2 separate regions of the Rattus norvegicus genome follow, and region 1 is linked to region 2. Evidence: chromatin contacts called from public Hi-C data. All regions are on one chromosome and are shown on one strand. The core of a region is the stretch at or near the end of the contact, and the rest is flanking DNA. Distances in the headings are between cores, read along the strand shown.

What was found. A called contact is a pair of places that touch in the nucleus more often than the background predicts.
Region 1: a contact with region 2 is called in a Hi-C map of Schwann cells, with 7 times the contacts expected there. The contact joins two enhancer-like sites. A contact is called at or near these places in 1 of 12 Hi-C or Micro-C datasets (Schwann cells) and 1 of 1 datasets of contacts at active chromatin or transcription factors (oligodendrocytes).

The regions. Positions count from the first base shown.
Region 1 is chr1:140,368,216-140,373,087 of GRCr8, forward strand. No RefSeq gene overlaps it. Among named protein-coding and RNA genes, the nearest start is that of Agbl1, 920 kb to the left of the region's middle. Within about 2 kb of position 2,271, at least 54 of the 93 cell types and tissues checked have an H3K27ac peak or open chromatin away from gene starts, as enhancers often do. A contact at or near this core is called in Schwann cells, where this site is marked.
Region 2 is chr1:139,584,823-139,590,204 of GRCr8, forward strand. All of the region lies in intron 6 of Agbl1 (AGBL carboxypeptidase 1), which reads left to right. Among named protein-coding and RNA genes, the nearest start is that of Agbl1, 130 kb to the left of the region's middle. Within about 2 kb of position 2,324, at least 11 of the 93 cell types and tissues checked have an H3K27ac peak or open chromatin away from gene starts, as enhancers often do. A contact at or near this core is called in Schwann cells, where this site is marked.

The DNA of each region.
Region 1 (4,872 bases), core at 1,021-3,520, 780 kb after region 2:
CTCTGACAGAGCCTCTCAGGGGCCAGCTATACCAGGCTCCTGTCAATAAGCACTTCTTGGTATCAGCAATAGTGTCTGCATTTGGTGTCAGAAAATGGGATGGATCCCCAGGTGGAGCAGTCTCTGCATGGCCTTTCCTTCAGTCTCTGCTCCACTCTTTGTCCCTGAATTTCCTTTTGACAGGGAAAATTCTGGATTAATATTTTTGAGGTGGGTGCATGGCCCCAGACTCAACTGGGGCTGTGCCTATCCACTGGATATGTTTTTTATAGGTTTTATCTCCCTTTTGTTGGGTATTTCAGTTGAAGTCCTCCCTGTTGGGTCCTGGGAACCTCTTTGGATCCCTGGATTCCTAGTGACTACCACCAGTCCCCCCTCTGCCACTGCTACACACCTACTTTCAAATGTCTGACCCTCTGTACTTCTCCCCCATCTCCTCCCACATCTGAACTGGTACTATTTTTCCTTCTCTCTCTTCTGTCCCTCCCAGATCCCTCTCTCCCTCTATTTCCCTGAGATTTCTCTCTTCCTCGCCCTCTGAATAGTACTGTAGCTTCCACAGTTGCTGTGATCTTCTTTCTTCTTGGGATTCATATGGTCTGTAAGTGGTATTGTGGGCATCCCAAGCTCCCTTTTGGCTAATATCCATTCTTCAGTGAGTACATATCATATGTGTTCTTTTGTGACTGGGTTGCCTCATTTAGGATGATATTTTCAAGCTCCATCCATTTGCCTTCGAATTTCATGAAATCATTTTTTAATAGCTGAGTATAATCTATTGTGTAAATGTACCACATTTTTTGTATCCATTCCTCATTTGAGGAACATCTAGCTTGTTTCCAGCTTCTGGCTATTATAAATAAGGCTGCTATGAACATAGTGGAGTACGTGTCCTTGTTAAATGTTGGATATATGTTAGGCATCTTTTGGGTATATGTCCAGGAGTGGTGTAGCTGGGTCCTCAGTTAGAAATATTTCCAATTTTCTGAGGAACCGCCAGCCAGCCAGATTTCCAGAGTGGTTGTACCAGCTTGCAATCCCATCAGCAATGGAGGGGTGTTCCCCTTTCTCTACATCCTCACCAGCATTTACTGTCACCTGCGTTTTTGATCTTAGCCATTCTCACTGGTGTGAGGTGAAATCTCAGAGAGACAGACAGGTAGAACAATGAAATAGAATTGAAGGCCCAGAAATGAACCTACACATCTATGGTCACTTGATCTTTCACAAAGGAGCTAAAACCATCCAGTGGGAAAAAGAGCATTTTTAACAAATGGAGCTAGTTTAACTGGAGGTCAGCATGTAGAATGCAAATTGATCCATTCTTATCTTGTACAAAGCTCAAGTCCAAGTGGATCAAGGACCTCCATATAAGACCAGATGAATCTAATAGAAGAAAAAGTGGGAAAGAACCTCAAACACATTAGCACAGGGGGAAATTTCCTGAACAGAACACTAATGGCTTAAGCTCTCAGATCAAGAGTTTATAAACGGGGCCTCATAATATTGAAAAGCTTCTGTAAGGTGAAAGACACTGTCATTAGGACAAAATGGCAACCAACAGATTGGGAAAAGATCTTTACCAACCCTACATCCAATAGAGGGCTAATATCTAATATATACAAAGAACTCAAGAAGTTAGACTCCAAAGAATCAAATAACCCTATTAAAATGGGGTACAGAATTAAATAGAGAATTTTATTCTGAGGAATCTCAAATGGCTGAGAAGCATTTAAAGAAATGTTCAACATCCTTAGTCATCAGGGAAATGCCAACTCCATATATAGCACAAGTGGCATATATGTATTTGGCTTACTTTAATTATGTATTTAATGATGGAGGTCCTAATTTCCATTGTAAAAGTCTCCTAAAAAATGACCTCTTCCTGATTGCTTCAGTAACATAGTAAACATGGATAGTCAAGCTGTAGGAAAGTAGGACACACATGAGTCTGGTACTTGGAGCAGTAAAGAAGCATCCAAGGGGGAAAAAAAAGCGCCCTCTGTAATTTGCAGAAGCAGCCTTGTCTCTTTTCCTCTCCATGGCCTGTAGAGGTCAGAAAAGGGCCTTGCTTTCCAATCACTGGCTGTCTTCTGTCCCCATTAGAATTCGCCTGGGTATGTATAATTAAGCCAGCTGAGGCTCAGCACATAGGAACGGAAACGCATTGACTTTAATAAAACAGAGTGTAAAACAAGTTGAGATTGACTCGAGCCTTGTTTATTCTCACATACTTGTAATACTGGTCGGTATATTCCCAGGCAAAGAGACCATCGTCCTGGGAACTGAAGCATGTCCTTTCATTGCCACTACAGACAGTCCTAGCAGGCAAGCCACACTAGCTCATTGGAAATAAAAATTAGAAAGAAAAAAAGAGAAAGTTCTGTTTCTTAAGGGAAAAGAGGCAATGACAAAGAGAAAAAATGTGGGCACAAACAACCACATTCCCACTACCATGGACATTCTTATTTTGTTTGATTTATTATTTTTTTGAACACAAGTAAATTGGGAATCCAGAAAAAAAATAAATATAAAGAATAGCAAGACTCAAAATGGGGAAAGCATCTTGGTGAAAATGAGTAAGGAAAGGTGTTGTTCTATGGAGAGTTTTGGAAACCAAGACATCATTACATTGCTTTTTTTCCCCTGGGGTTTACAAAGAGCATCTCACAGAGTGTCTAGAAGCCAAGGTTAGCATGATGTTGACATGATACTTTGTGGTTGAACGTTCATTTTTCCAGGTCTCAGTTTCCCCCAATGAAAACAGAGGATCTGGTTCCGACGAAAGCAAATGTCACTAACATTTCTACCATTCCTAGCATGGCATTGGATGCCCTGCAGAGAATGCCACTCTGAGGCTGCAGGCTGGCTGGGCCAGTGAAGAGGCAACGTGAGGCGGCTCACACTGGCTCTCTTGTGTGGAGAGGATGGAGACCAGAGCTGGACAATGATCCTTTCAGAGCTGAGAGTGATGCCCTTGACACCCTGCCAATACCAAACAGAATAAGAGCTTCTGAAAGCAGGGCTAAAAATAAATAATGAAACCAAGTGACAACATAAACAGGAAGGCCGAAAGAATAGACCACGGACTTGAGTCAGCAAACTTGTGAACAGGGTAGAGAAGAGTCAAATTCATTTTTGTCTTCATTGATTGGCCGGTTAGGTGGCTGGACTCTTAGAATTCAAAGCGTTGTTAGTTAATATGTTTGTTGCCACCCTGGTGGAAGGAGGAAGAGGGCTGAGCAGAGGCGTGCCCCCCCTCTCATCCATTTCCTTTCTGTGGCACAGTCGGCCGGCCCCTTCCTTCTTGCTGTCTCTTTGTTGGTTGTTCAAAGAGAGAGCTCTTAGACAGTCCTTCCCCTGTCCCTGGCCACATCCTGGGACCAAGCCAGCTGCCCTGCTCAACCTTATCTCTCAGCATTTGGGGCCCAGCTTCCTCTTCACGTTTCTGCAGCACACACAGCATTTCAATCAAAAAGGACTTTCAGATCTGATTGTTTGGGGCAGAACTTGTGCAAGAGGTTTAGGGAAAGGGAGCTCTAGCTGTTGGGCCCCGTTTCATGGTCGAGCCAGTCTACACTTTTATGTGGCATGCAGAGAGACAGCAGACACTTAACAACTATGGGGAAATTAGACCAATTTTCTCTACAAGCCCTAATAAGTTCTTCCAGTTCTCATATTGCAAAGCTGTAGATTCAGACCTAGTGGAGACTCCCCTTCCCCACAACGTTGTATACATTTAGCTATATGCAAATGTGAACATGACTAGACCACAGAAATCTTCTAAGATCTGACAATAATTAACATTAAAAATTTGGAGGTGTACACTAGCAGAAAAGGAAAGAAACAAACCTTTGCAGTGTGGTTGGGAAATCAAGAGCTCCAAGACATACTAACCCATGAATATGCAATGTCTAATATTTAGTTCTAGATTGTGTCTTACTTGGGGTAGTCCCATGTCATCTCATGTCCTGCCTTTGAACTCTTCAGTCAGATTCCTCTAGCTCCAAACAGCTCAGATCTAATGATATTTGGAGGAGATGAAATATGAGATTGTTTATTTTGGATGAAAGCGGGCAAAACCTCCAAGGAAATCCAAGCAAGAAGAAGAAGTTTGAAAACTTTGTTTCTAAAACATTAGAGCTCAATTTTATAACACTTTAGAAATATGATGATAATAATAAAACATTGGCAGAAGTTCTTACCATCAATCCATTTGTGGGCTGTCTTATCAACTCTGAGAGATGTAGGAGTAAGTCACTCTTGCTAGCCCATTTTACAGATGAGACACTAGCAGTGACACTGCCCACCAGTGCATGTTGAATGACTGCTAGAGAGACCAACTTGGGATATATAATAAACATACTTACCGTCTCCATTTTCCCCATAGACCAATAGTACTGTAAAGAATGGTGTTTAGGGGCAAAGAGGTCTGTTTCTCCATGTTATTTCCCATCCCATCCCAGAGGCAAATTTGCTTTTATGCTTTCTTCTTCTTCAAATTAAGTTAGAAATTGATCTGAGATTTTCAACATCTTATTTGTAAACTTTGTCAAGATCTATCATTTCCCCATGTGTCCATCAATCTTGATTTTTCTTGGCCCTATGTTCCGTATTTCTAAAGGAAAAGGCCCATTGACATTTTGATGAAATTCTCTTAGGAGTTGATGGTGGGAGCAGGTGCTGTGAGTGGGAAATGTGAGAAACACACTGTATGGTTTTTCCTCAAACAAATGTTCCAAGCAACATTCCAAAAGATGAACATTAATTTCAAAAAGAGGTTAAGTAAATATCATAGAAGAAAACAGTTCTAAGGAAAACAGTTTGGGTTGGGATGAGTGGCATGTGCCTTACGGTGCCAGGCTGTGGATC
Region 2 (5,382 bases), core at 1,074-3,573:
TTTTGAAAGAGTCACTTACGTAACCTGGAGCTTGCCGTGTAAGTTAGATATCTCCCCAGCGAGCCCCAGGGATCTGTTCGCCTTGTGCTTCCCCATGTTGGGATTACAAGCATGTTCATGGTCATACCTGAGATTTTTGTGTGACTTCTGGGGTGTGAATCAGCCTGACATCTTCACACCTGCACAACTGCTTTACCAACCACTGACCTAATGTTTACATTTATCATGTACAACATGATGGCGTGGAATGTGGCACACCATGAAATGGCTAAGTCGTTTCTGTTTTCTTTATTTTTAAACTTAGTCTTACTTCTGTAGAGGAGGCTGGCCTACCACTTACTGTATCTGGACTGACTTGAACACCTGATCCTCAGACCCGAGCCTCTTGATTGTTGGAATAGGAGGCATGGGCCATCATGCTGTTTGCTGAGTAGAGAGCGTATCCTTGTCAATTTAGTTCTCATGGATCCCCTGAAAGGTAATTAAGGGATATTGTCAGGAACACATGGCCTCAGAAAGCCCTGGACATTACTGACCTTACTTGTCCCTCTCATTCCAGAGGAGAAAACGGAGGAGTGGGTAGAAGAGCTGAACTGTGCAGAGCTCTGACAGCCAGCTCGTGCAGTTCTTACGTCTCAGTGCCTGCACCTCTGTTAGGGCACATCTGAGCACCACCCCTGTCACCGCTGTCCAGCATAAGGTCCCTTGCTAATCCTTTATAGCATAAAGTGGTTCTCAACCTTCCTAAAACTATATTGCTGCTACTTCATAACCATAATTTTTACTATTATGAATAAGGTAAATACCTGATAAGCAGGATATCTGGCATGTGATTCGCTGGCCCCAAAGAGGGCCACAGCCCACAGGTTGAGAATCACTGCTTTACACAGAATGGAACCAGTCATGGTGTCATTGCTGGCCATGTGCACACAAACATGTGCGACTATTTTTTTCTGTGAGCACACACACGGGCTTCTTACTGCATCCTCATACCTCATCTCAGGCCACAGTAGAGGCTCTCCTAATTATTTAATGTCGGATAAGGAAGCGGTCTAGTTTCCGAGAGCCTTTTCCCACCATGCCTTAGTTATTGTGGTATGTTCACAAACCTGATATCTCTTTTTTCTACTATGACTTCTGGGGAAGCATACAATATATGTTTCACTCATGAGCCAAAAATCTCCTTCAAATAATATTGATTTTTTTTTTGTATTTGTCACACTGCTGCAATTGGCTTCATTTGAAGGCAGCATGGCAAGCTACATCTATCAGCGTGCTGGTTTAAAATGACAACACGTATATCCATCATTTATTGAGGTCTTAGTATGTCAGACACTGTGTATGTTTAGCCTGAAAAGGAGATTTTGCAATCCCCATCTCATAAGTGGGGTAACTGGAGTCTGGAAGGCTTAAATAATTTATTCAGCTAGCAGGCTTCAGGGTTTACCCGGCAGTCTCTTCCTCCCAGTGAGCTAAGCCCTATGCTTCACCAGGAAGAGATTAAAGAGGCTAGGTTTACTTAACCCAAAGAAGGAACAACCAAATGTTGAAAGGAAGCTAGGTAAATATTGTCTAAGTATCAGGAGGATTATTTTGGAAGACCATGTGTTACTTAAGTCAGAAACATTACACGGGTCCACTCCATATAACATTTGAATGGAACCCGGTGAGAGACGCAGGAACACTAGCATGTGTGTGAGGGGCCCTGTCTGCGGCTTCGAGGGTGAGCATCAGGCAAGGCTGATCAATGAGGGCATGAGATCCCGGAGTGAGCAGGAACTGGAAGGATTACAGGCTCCTATTACGTCATGCCACATTCAATTGGCATATTCCTCTTTACTTTCTTGGCTTCGAGTCCAGTCTTGTCTGCCAAATACTTACGTATTTTGCATAAGTTCATAAGTGATTTGAAAAAGTTTAAGTTAAAAGGTTGCAACCACACCGGTTGTCTCTTTTTCTTCCATTGCCCCCTCAGCCTGACGCTGCAGGAAGTGTGGGCTGAGTCGCAGACAGTTGCTCCTGTAGTTTCTCTTCCTGCCATGTGGTGGTGCTATTCTTCTAGTTATCTCGGCCATTGCTAGTCCAATATTTATTTTCGGTGAGTAATTTGTTTATCAGGAGGTTATTTTAATCTAATTTTGGCCATATTTGCTAGCGCACACTATCTGTGCTTCCCAGCGTTAGCAGCTTGCATGTCTTGAAGGAAATTAGCTGAAGATGGTCTCAGAGGCATTTGCGCGGCCATTATTTAAGGGAGGTGGGAGGAGGCAGGGTGAGTAGAGCCTGGGGTTAGAACAGCCAAGGGAATTTGCTGCTTTCCTAGTGGTGTTAGCATGACTGAGCACGATTGACCAAGGGCGGGAAGGGAGGGCATCTGAGTAGCAGTTCGCAGGCTCTCTCTGCTTGACAGCAGCAATGCTGGTCATTAGGGTCGCTAGTCTCCCAGAACCTTGTGACAACTTGTACAGGTCGTAGATTGGTTTGGAAGGACAAGAGTCTTCTAGTTCTGCACCCTCTGCAAGAGGCCCTTCTCCCAACTTGATGACATCTTTAATTAACTGCTACTGTAAGCTGCCTGTAAGCTTGGGAGTGGGGAGAGTCTGGAAAGAGAGCGACTCTATACCAGAGCTACCACAGCAGCACCCCCACACAGCTTGACTACGGTGATCAATAACTTGCTGGACACTTTGCTCACGTTTCACTGAACTCTTTGTCCTCATTTACATAATAATCATAGTACTATACCTGTTTTACGTGACAAGAAGATGTAGTTAGCAGAAAATAAAGATTTGCTGAGACCCCACATATGGCACAAGGAAAGCTAAACTTTACCTCAGTTGTGACTGCTTCCAAAGCAATCAAATTTTCGTATTTCTGCTAACCTTCAACATAGGAACCCTGGACTGTGGGTTGAGGCTGACTACATGATCTTAAACTTGGCCTTTGACACTGCATTTGAGTTCAGGTTGCCTTTCCGTAAGTGGAGGGTGAGAGGCAGGGCTGGATGCTTCTTTGCAACAGAATCTTACATTTTCATCACCGAAACCTAAGCGTGAATGTCACACATGCGGCAGGCACAATGGAGACCCCAGTTAATAACAGCTCATCTTCTCCCTCGCTTCTGACTCCGGATAGACACCAAGAAGCTTCCAGGGACGTTCCAGAGGGTCTGGAAGAAAACAACATCGAGAACTTCTGAAGGAATGTCTGCATGGGGTGTTTGGGAGCTTGACCTGTTGTTTGGAACTATAACTTAAAAATGGAGAGACATGATGCTTCTGTGGGAGGCTGGAAGAGTGTGCCACAATTCTCTAAGCAGTAAAATAATAATCATAATAATCATAATAATAATAACAACAATAACAGTAATAATAATGACAATAACGACGATAATGATAATAACTACCACCGCCACCACCTCTACCACCACCACCATCATCGTCACCATCATCATCACCATCATCATGTAGTGATATTTGACCCAGAGAAAGCAAAGCCAGATTCTTGTATCCATCAAGACCCAGTCCCGTCATTTTGGAGTCTCTTAGGATTAATGGGCCTAATTAAGCAATTGAACTGACCCTAAGTCATTGAGGACAGTGGGGTCGTTACCCAGTGTCAGGAAGGCAGGCTGGTGAAGCCTTTACTGTGATGGGCAAACTGTTAAGACCATCCAAGGTCTTAACAGAGCATGGTGCTGATGAGATGTTCCTGCTTGACACAAAGCTTGACTAAACCATCCTTGCTGGCGTGCCGCTGTTAAGTCGGGGTCAGTTCTTACACACAGGCATGTTCTCTTTTACCACCGAGGTCTCCAGGACTTTCCCTCTATTCTAACATTTGCCTGCAAGGCTGGGTCAAAGCGTCCCTTCGAAAAGACCGTAAAAGTGTCCAAGCTTCCAAGTCATGATGAAGAGGGCGTGTACCTGATATAATTGCATAAGTCAATCACCATAATGGCAAGATATGGTGGAGAACAGCGTTTACACAGTGGCCATGATTTTTGTTCTCATGGCACTGTGGGGTCAACTATAGAGAGACATGGTTATCGAGGTGGGCTGGTCTGTCCCTTCTAAAAATGACTAGTAACATAGTGAGGAGCTGGGAGAGCGAGCAGAGCAATTGCTCTTAATAAACTTTGGGAAAAGTCAATGCTAGTTTATTATTACTGCCATTGGAGGTTGAAGGAGTTGATGTTAAACAGGCGTAGGGCTTGTTCAAATTTAAATCGAGCTTGGTTCAATTTAAATTTGTCTCCCAAGATCTGTCCGTTGCATTCAATTGACACCTGCTTGTTTTTCCCAGAAGCCTATTCTGTGAAATGGCTAACAGAAAATAGTTGAGAGTTTGTGGACCACACTCTTTGTATTATAGCTACTTCCCTCTGCCCTGAGAGGGTCGAAGCAGCTATAGGCAACACATAAAGGAATAGCTATGGCCAGGTCCCCTAAAACTTTATAAAAATAGGCTGTGGGCAGTGGGCTGACCCCTACTTTAGACTGAGTGAGCCTCAGCCCTGGGGACTGTACTCCATTAATTTTTATTTCTTAAGCCATTAACTCTAATGTATTTTATACAGCAGGCACTCAGAACAAGCTATTTGAATAAGCCAAGGAATGAATAAACAAATGTATGCAAATCTGGTCCCCCTCTGTGCATCAACATGCACTTACTTTGCATTCATTTTGGGTACTCAGGGGTTAACGTCCAGGGTTGTGGAGTTGTAAACCCTTTAGATTTTAGAACTTGTATCATTCTGGCATAATTGATGGCTGGCTGTGGGTTGACAAAGATAAAGTATCACGAAGATTTAAAGGGATAGACAAAGAGATAAACATTCCCCAGCTCCAGAGCAATAGACCTGCTTCCTCATCCCATCCACGATTGACTCTACAATTATTTATTTATGTCAAGATGCACATCAGCTGGTTCCCAGAGATCCTAGAAGTAGCAGGTTACAAAGCATCCTTCATATATTACCTCACTTAATGCCTGCAATAATCCTGTAAGACAGGTAAATATTTAACAATTCCACAGCAGTGACTTTCAATGTGATTGATTTTTGTCCCCCGGAGGAACATTTATTGAGGCCAAGGACATTGTGACTGTCACATCTGTGGGAGGGTTACTCCTGGAAGTCATGGGGTCCACACCGATTTGCTATGAACATCCTACATGCTCAGGGTGGCCCCTATAATAAGTAATATCCAGTCCCAGATGTCCACAGAGGTTGAGAAAATCTTGCTCTCTGGAGGCTCAAAGAGGTTAGCTGAGCTCCTCATAGCTGTGTAATAGGCATTGAATGTGTTGGGAATAAAATATGCCCATTCATTTCATTCTAGAAGCCTTTGAATCTATTTTACAAAAGTAAATGATTTGGAA